Regions from separate parts of the Rattus norvegicus genome. Here region 1 is linked to region 2. Evidence: chromatin contacts called from public Hi-C data. All regions are on one chromosome and are shown on one strand. Each heading gives the region's core, a stretch centred on a gene start, on an enhancer-like site or on the middle of the called end of the contact. The rest is flanking DNA. Distances are from core to core; before and after follow the strand shown.

Region 1 (2,700 bases), core at 170-2,669, 650 kb after region 2:
TACATACTTTAGATATAAATAGATCTGAGACTCCTTAACCTCGATATTATTATATAAAAATTTAATTATCTCGTGATGAGATGTTGAAAGGATATACTTTTGAGCACATTGATTTTATTGCTATAATGTGTCTGATATTCAATATCTTAAAGTCAATAAAGATAATATAAATATATGTAATATAAATGTCTGATACTTGCAATTAATAATAATGGGCAATTAAATTACAACTCAGGCAAACATACACACATTTATTTCCCTGCAGAATTTACTATGGGTCCAATTGGAACAAGAACCTGAGAGGGGCAGCCTGCAAGGCCCACACTATCCTGGAAAAAGAACATTGGCTATCCCATGGCAGTCTGCTCTATCTCTTCACAGGCTACACACATAATTTGCATGAGTAGGTGGCTTAAGCCACTTAATCAAAATGACTCATTTCCTCCCCAACATATGAATCAAAAAAGAATAGCACATGAACACACCCCCAGGTCTTAGTTGGCTGATGCTGGTCTCCAGGAAGCACAAAGCAAACATTCCACTTCAGTAGAGGGGAAATTCTTTTTTTTTTTCTGATGGAAGTACTCTGCTTCTCCTGGAAACTGTTACAGTTCAGTTAATGGCCAAAATTCTGAAGGTATTTGTTTTCTCAGAAATTGTTTTAATGAAATAAATGTGTTCCAAGTTGACAAATTGCCTTCATATGGTTACAATTTCACATTTTGATTGTGAGAAACGTCTTAGGAATTATACTTTTATATATAAACATTTAGTTTAAAAATGTATAATATTATACTTGTCCACAAAGTTCTGTGATAATGTGATTACATTCATTCTTCACTGACCTCTAATTCCCTCTCCCTCCTGCAGATTCCTCTTTTTTTTCCCAATATCTCCTTCTAACATTCATGCCCTTCTTTTCCTTTCTTTTTTCCCCCTATTTTAGAATTCATGATTGAAGCAAAAAAGTGAACCATAGGAAGAATAAAATGTGGACTACGGGTCTCTTTTCTGCAGCTCAGTTACTCAAAAAATGTGGTCCACTCCCAATAGTTTCTTCTCTTACCTCTTTTGTGCCTGGGTGTGATTTCTGTCTTTGCAAGCAAGCTGGAAATAGCCTCAGCTGTACATGTGCTTGTGGGGGTGGAGAGAGAAAGAAGTGATGGGGAATAAAAAGCAATGGAGGCAGATGGGATCAAATCGCCCCCACAATTCCTTAGGCTTAGCAGGTTGTACCAGGCACCCTAGATCTTGTGCTGACCATTTCACTCGCTCTAATTCTTGTTATCACCTTGTGATTCATTGCTACAATCTCTACCCTTCTTTGAAAGCAAGTAGGAGACTGTTTTTGGAGCAACTCTCATAGACACAGTGAATGCTGTAAGCACAACACCTACTGTAATTTCTCATATGCTGGTGATCTCCAGAACAGCTCTTGATAAGTCAGCAATTTGTTCACACAGGAAGCAGATTCATCATCAAGAAAACACACGGGATGTAATGAACATGGTCCATTGCTGTCAATGCTAAAAGCACCGTCTCTGAAAGTGTCTCCCTCCTTCCCTACCCTTCCCCTCCTTTCCTCCAGATCTCTCTTTATTATCTTTTTCCTCTCTTCTCCAAACCTTCCCTCTCTCCTCTCCCCTTTCCACTCTTTATCGCTTTATCTCTTCCTCCCCAACTTCACCACCCCATTGGAAAGATATTTCCCCACCTTCCCAGGATCTTTTTCTCCTTAATTTAAAACTTCAATTTTTCTAGAACTGTTTGTTAACCATGAAACAATATTTTTAAGATGAGTTTCATCCCAAAGCATTGCATCTGAGTGAGAATTGATCGGAGACTTAGTGTGTACACAGACACCAAGAGTTTACCCCAGGACTTAGGGAGATATGAACAGGATGATAATCTTATAGTCACCACTGGTATCTGCTGTTTTAGAATTAAATTTCATTCAAAATTCTGAACCTTGTGTGGGTGGAAAATGGATTGGGCAGCCAAAAAGATTGAGTGACTCATACACAGCAGCCAACTGTGAGGGATGGTTACCAAGCAACTGTCTCAAAGGCTTCCTGGCTGCTCCCTGGAGGATGCTGCCCCCTTTCTAGTGAACCCTTATATGCTCAAGCTGTAGTTTCAACTGCAATGTACTTCTCCTTTTGCTTTCTCAACCTGTATTCTCTGCCCATGACTCTCTAAGAGTCCCTTGCCCTGCTACACTTTGCAGGTGATGATGTTAGCCTCCTCTGAATTCCAAATTTCATCCAGATTGTTTCATCATAAAATGTACCTAACCTATGCTAAACTCACTTGCTCGCTTAAAGTGATTTTAGCTAAATTCTCTCTAGAATCTAGAGTGGATTATCAGGATATTTTTAATATAACAATAATTCATGATACATAGTTAAACTTGAATCACCTTATGTAGGTTTTTATATTAGATATAATTATATTGTGTTAAAACAAACTAATCTGAAATAAAAAATTCTTGCTATTCACCACCTTACCTGTGCTACCCTACCACTATTAAATCATTTCCTGAAGCAAGATTGGTGGTGGGAGTCTCTTTAGTCTACACACTTAGGAAGCTGAGATAGAAGAGATCATTTTAGTTCTGAAGTTTAAGGACATCGTGGAAAACATAGAAAAATTCTTACTTCAAGAAGCCAAAACAAACAAATGAACAAATATCAAACAAAC
Region 2 (2,891 bases), core at 260-2,759:
CTTAGACAACCCCAGAGTGGCTGTCACAAGCCACTGTACTTAAGCAATTTAATATAAAGAATTAATGGATCTTAAATGTGTTTAGAAAATGCCTTGACAGATATCATACAGAAAGGAGTGTGTCTCGGCTAGAAGCATTATTGGAAGCAAGAGCTTTGCATGACAGTGGAACATGGTAGAGAATGGAGAGAAGTTAGGAATCATGTTTTAAAAAGCACACTGCCAACCACTAGACCATGAGTTTTACCAGCAGGAGTCATTGTGAGTGAACATTATCTATTGAAGAGAATAAATCACAACAAACACAGATCTATTTAGGGATGTTAGACATACCACTTTGCTTGATCAGAAATGTTTTCTATTTAAGATTCCATTTGCTATTTTAGTTAGGCCATATAAGCAGCACAAATAAAAAAAAGTTCAGAAAATAAAGAATAAATAAGATTATATCATTCCCTATATATATGACACCCATAAAGAAGGCACTGATATGGTAAAATACATCCTTCCATTTACTTAAGGTAGTATTCTAAATACACACAATAACAAGCCAGGCACACATATTGTTAAGATTACACAGACAGGATGTCTTGAAACAATATATACAAAACAGACTCAGCAAGTTCTATTTTATTTGTTATATGTGCATACGTATCTGTATGTATGAAACAATTATAATCAAAGAAAATGAAGCTAACAAAAAGAGTGGGGGTCATGGGAAGGGTTAAAGGGAGGGAAACTTGTTGGAACTGGAGGGAGGATTGGAATAGGAGAGAGGAAAAAGAAGTAGTTCTTGTTAAATCAAAACATATTAAAAAGGAAAGAGATCAAATATATTTTGAGTCATGCGCTTTCATTTAGGATTATCCTGTAAATATTCTCACATATCATTCTTGCATACTTTCTTGAAATATAGTTGTTTAGGCTATAAATAAATCTACCAATTTTTTAAAGAATGTTCCCCATGACTTGGGAGCCCATGCATCTTATCATTTCTCCACATTCTAATACATGTCTGGATTAATCAGGATAAATTTTATGAGGAAAAAATATCTATTTTCAATAAAGGAACAAAAAAGGAAAAATGCCATTGGGGAAAACAAGAATAATGTCTTCTAAAATGTAGGATTAAAAGAATTAGTTTATTCATTGAATTTAATTCAAAGGAGTGCAAATAAGAAAATGGTATTCCAATAATCACTGCCCTTCAACCTCAAACTGGGGGATTCCTGGAGGAGATCTGTCAATCTCACTATTTTCCAGTCTTTTGGTTGTACCATTTGCTTTGCAAAACTCTTCTCTGGCTATGACATCACTGCTGTCTTCTTGAATTTTAGCAGAATTACCAATGGGCTATGTACACAAGATTGGCCTGGAGAAGGACTCATGAGGTCTAACCTCTCATTGAGGGTTTTTAGGCAGTTGAAAGCTGCTAAGGAAGAGGACTGGTATGGCTTTCTCAGAGGACAAATAGGCATATAACAGTTTCTGGAAAAGACTTTTGATGGGAGGTAGTGTAGCTAGCTGCCTTTAAATCACTCATGTTCTTGTAAGTAACTGTATCTAAACTTATTGGCTCAGTAGGCTAGACTTGGGTGGAATTGGTTCTTTGTTTCTGTCATTTCTGTCCCATCCATGGAAAATCCATGGCTTCTCCATCTCTCCTCAGGAGATGGTCTTACACTACTACCTCATGTTGATAACTAGTCTCACTCACTGGAATGTAGATGATCCAGATGACATTTTTGGGAATTTGCTATTTGCCATGGCTTTGGAGTGATGGTATTTATCACAAAGGAACCTTATAATGATCATATAACTGCTAAATAGCAGCATTTGGAAGACTGATATGGCATTTTTCTATATAATTTCCTATTTGGTTTGTTAGATGGGAGGTTACTTGCTAGGCATACATAGATGTAGAGAGAAATATTACCAGGTTTTCCTTTCCTATTGGCATATCAAATGGAGGTAACTCTCTTAGCATAGTACAGGAATATAATTATTATATCTTTCTGCTTATGTCAGAGTTATTATAAATCTTGTTAGATTCTTTTGTAGAGTTTATAATAGATATGAATAGGACATAAGAAACTTTCTATTTAACCATTTCAGAGATATTTTTCATGTTTTAATAGAGTAAATGCATGCAATTATATAACCTTTTTATTAAATGGTAAATGAACATATCTTCTTTTTTAGTGCTAAAGTTTTACTTCAGTTCTCAGACTTTCCCCCATGAAATTTTCCTTCTGTATAAACTGCCACCCACAGGGCTCTCACTGCCCTTTGACAAGGAATAGGGTTACACATGCCCTCATTTTCTCCTCCTCAAATCTGACCCTTCTAAGATGCTGTCATCTTTGTTCAACCATCAGTTGTCATCTCCTCCTCTCAGCTGTGGGATGCATCCCTCACTCCCTATTTTTTCTCTTCCCTATTTCATGTCAAGAATGAGTCAGACTTGCAAATGTGACTCTTCTCTTTGTAGCAGAGCTGAGGTGCTGCTTTTCCTCTGTCCCCCACTTAAGCAGATTTTCAGTTGGGTTCTTTGGATCCTGCCTGGAAAAGCTGTCAGCCTCTTCCTGGCTGGCATGTAAGTGCAAAGCCTCCTCATCTTCTATACTTTTGCAAACATTTTCCTCTGCCAAGAAGGATCGTCACTGTCTCCTTCACTTGGAGAAATCCTGATCATCCAACTTCAATACAGTTCACATGTCGGTCTCCTAGCAAACCTCACCAGCTTCCCCAGGCTGTAAGCTTTTCTCCTTTGCTCCCAGAGCAGGAACTAGACTTGTGCTGAGTGGCAGAGCTTATTCTGAGAACTTTTTGTGACATCGGCAGCTCATCTCTAATCAAGACAGAAACATGCAGAGCTTTTCTGTATATCA

The links. Hi-C and Micro-C count contacts between places; a contact is called where the count stands out from the background.
Region 1: a contact with region 2 is called in a Hi-C map of frontal cortex, with 4 times the contacts expected there. The contact joins two enhancer-like sites. A contact is called at or near these places in 2 of 12 Hi-C or Micro-C datasets (the A7r5 cell line and frontal cortex).

The regions. Positions count from the first base shown.
Region 1 is chr2:250,762,617-250,765,316 of GRCr8, forward strand. No RefSeq gene overlaps it. Among named protein-coding and RNA genes, the nearest start is that of Lrrc7, 470 kb to the left of the region's middle. Within about 2 kb of position 1,420, at least 7 of the 93 cell types and tissues checked have an H3K27ac peak or open chromatin away from gene starts, as enhancers often do.
Region 2 is chr2:250,112,217-250,115,107 of GRCr8, forward strand. The region is part of intron 3 of Lrrc7 (leucine rich repeat containing 7); the gene reads right to left. Among named protein-coding and RNA genes, the nearest start is that of Lrrc7, 180 kb to the right of the region's middle. Within about 2 kb of position 1,510, at least 13 of the 93 cell types and tissues checked have an H3K27ac peak or open chromatin away from gene starts, as enhancers often do.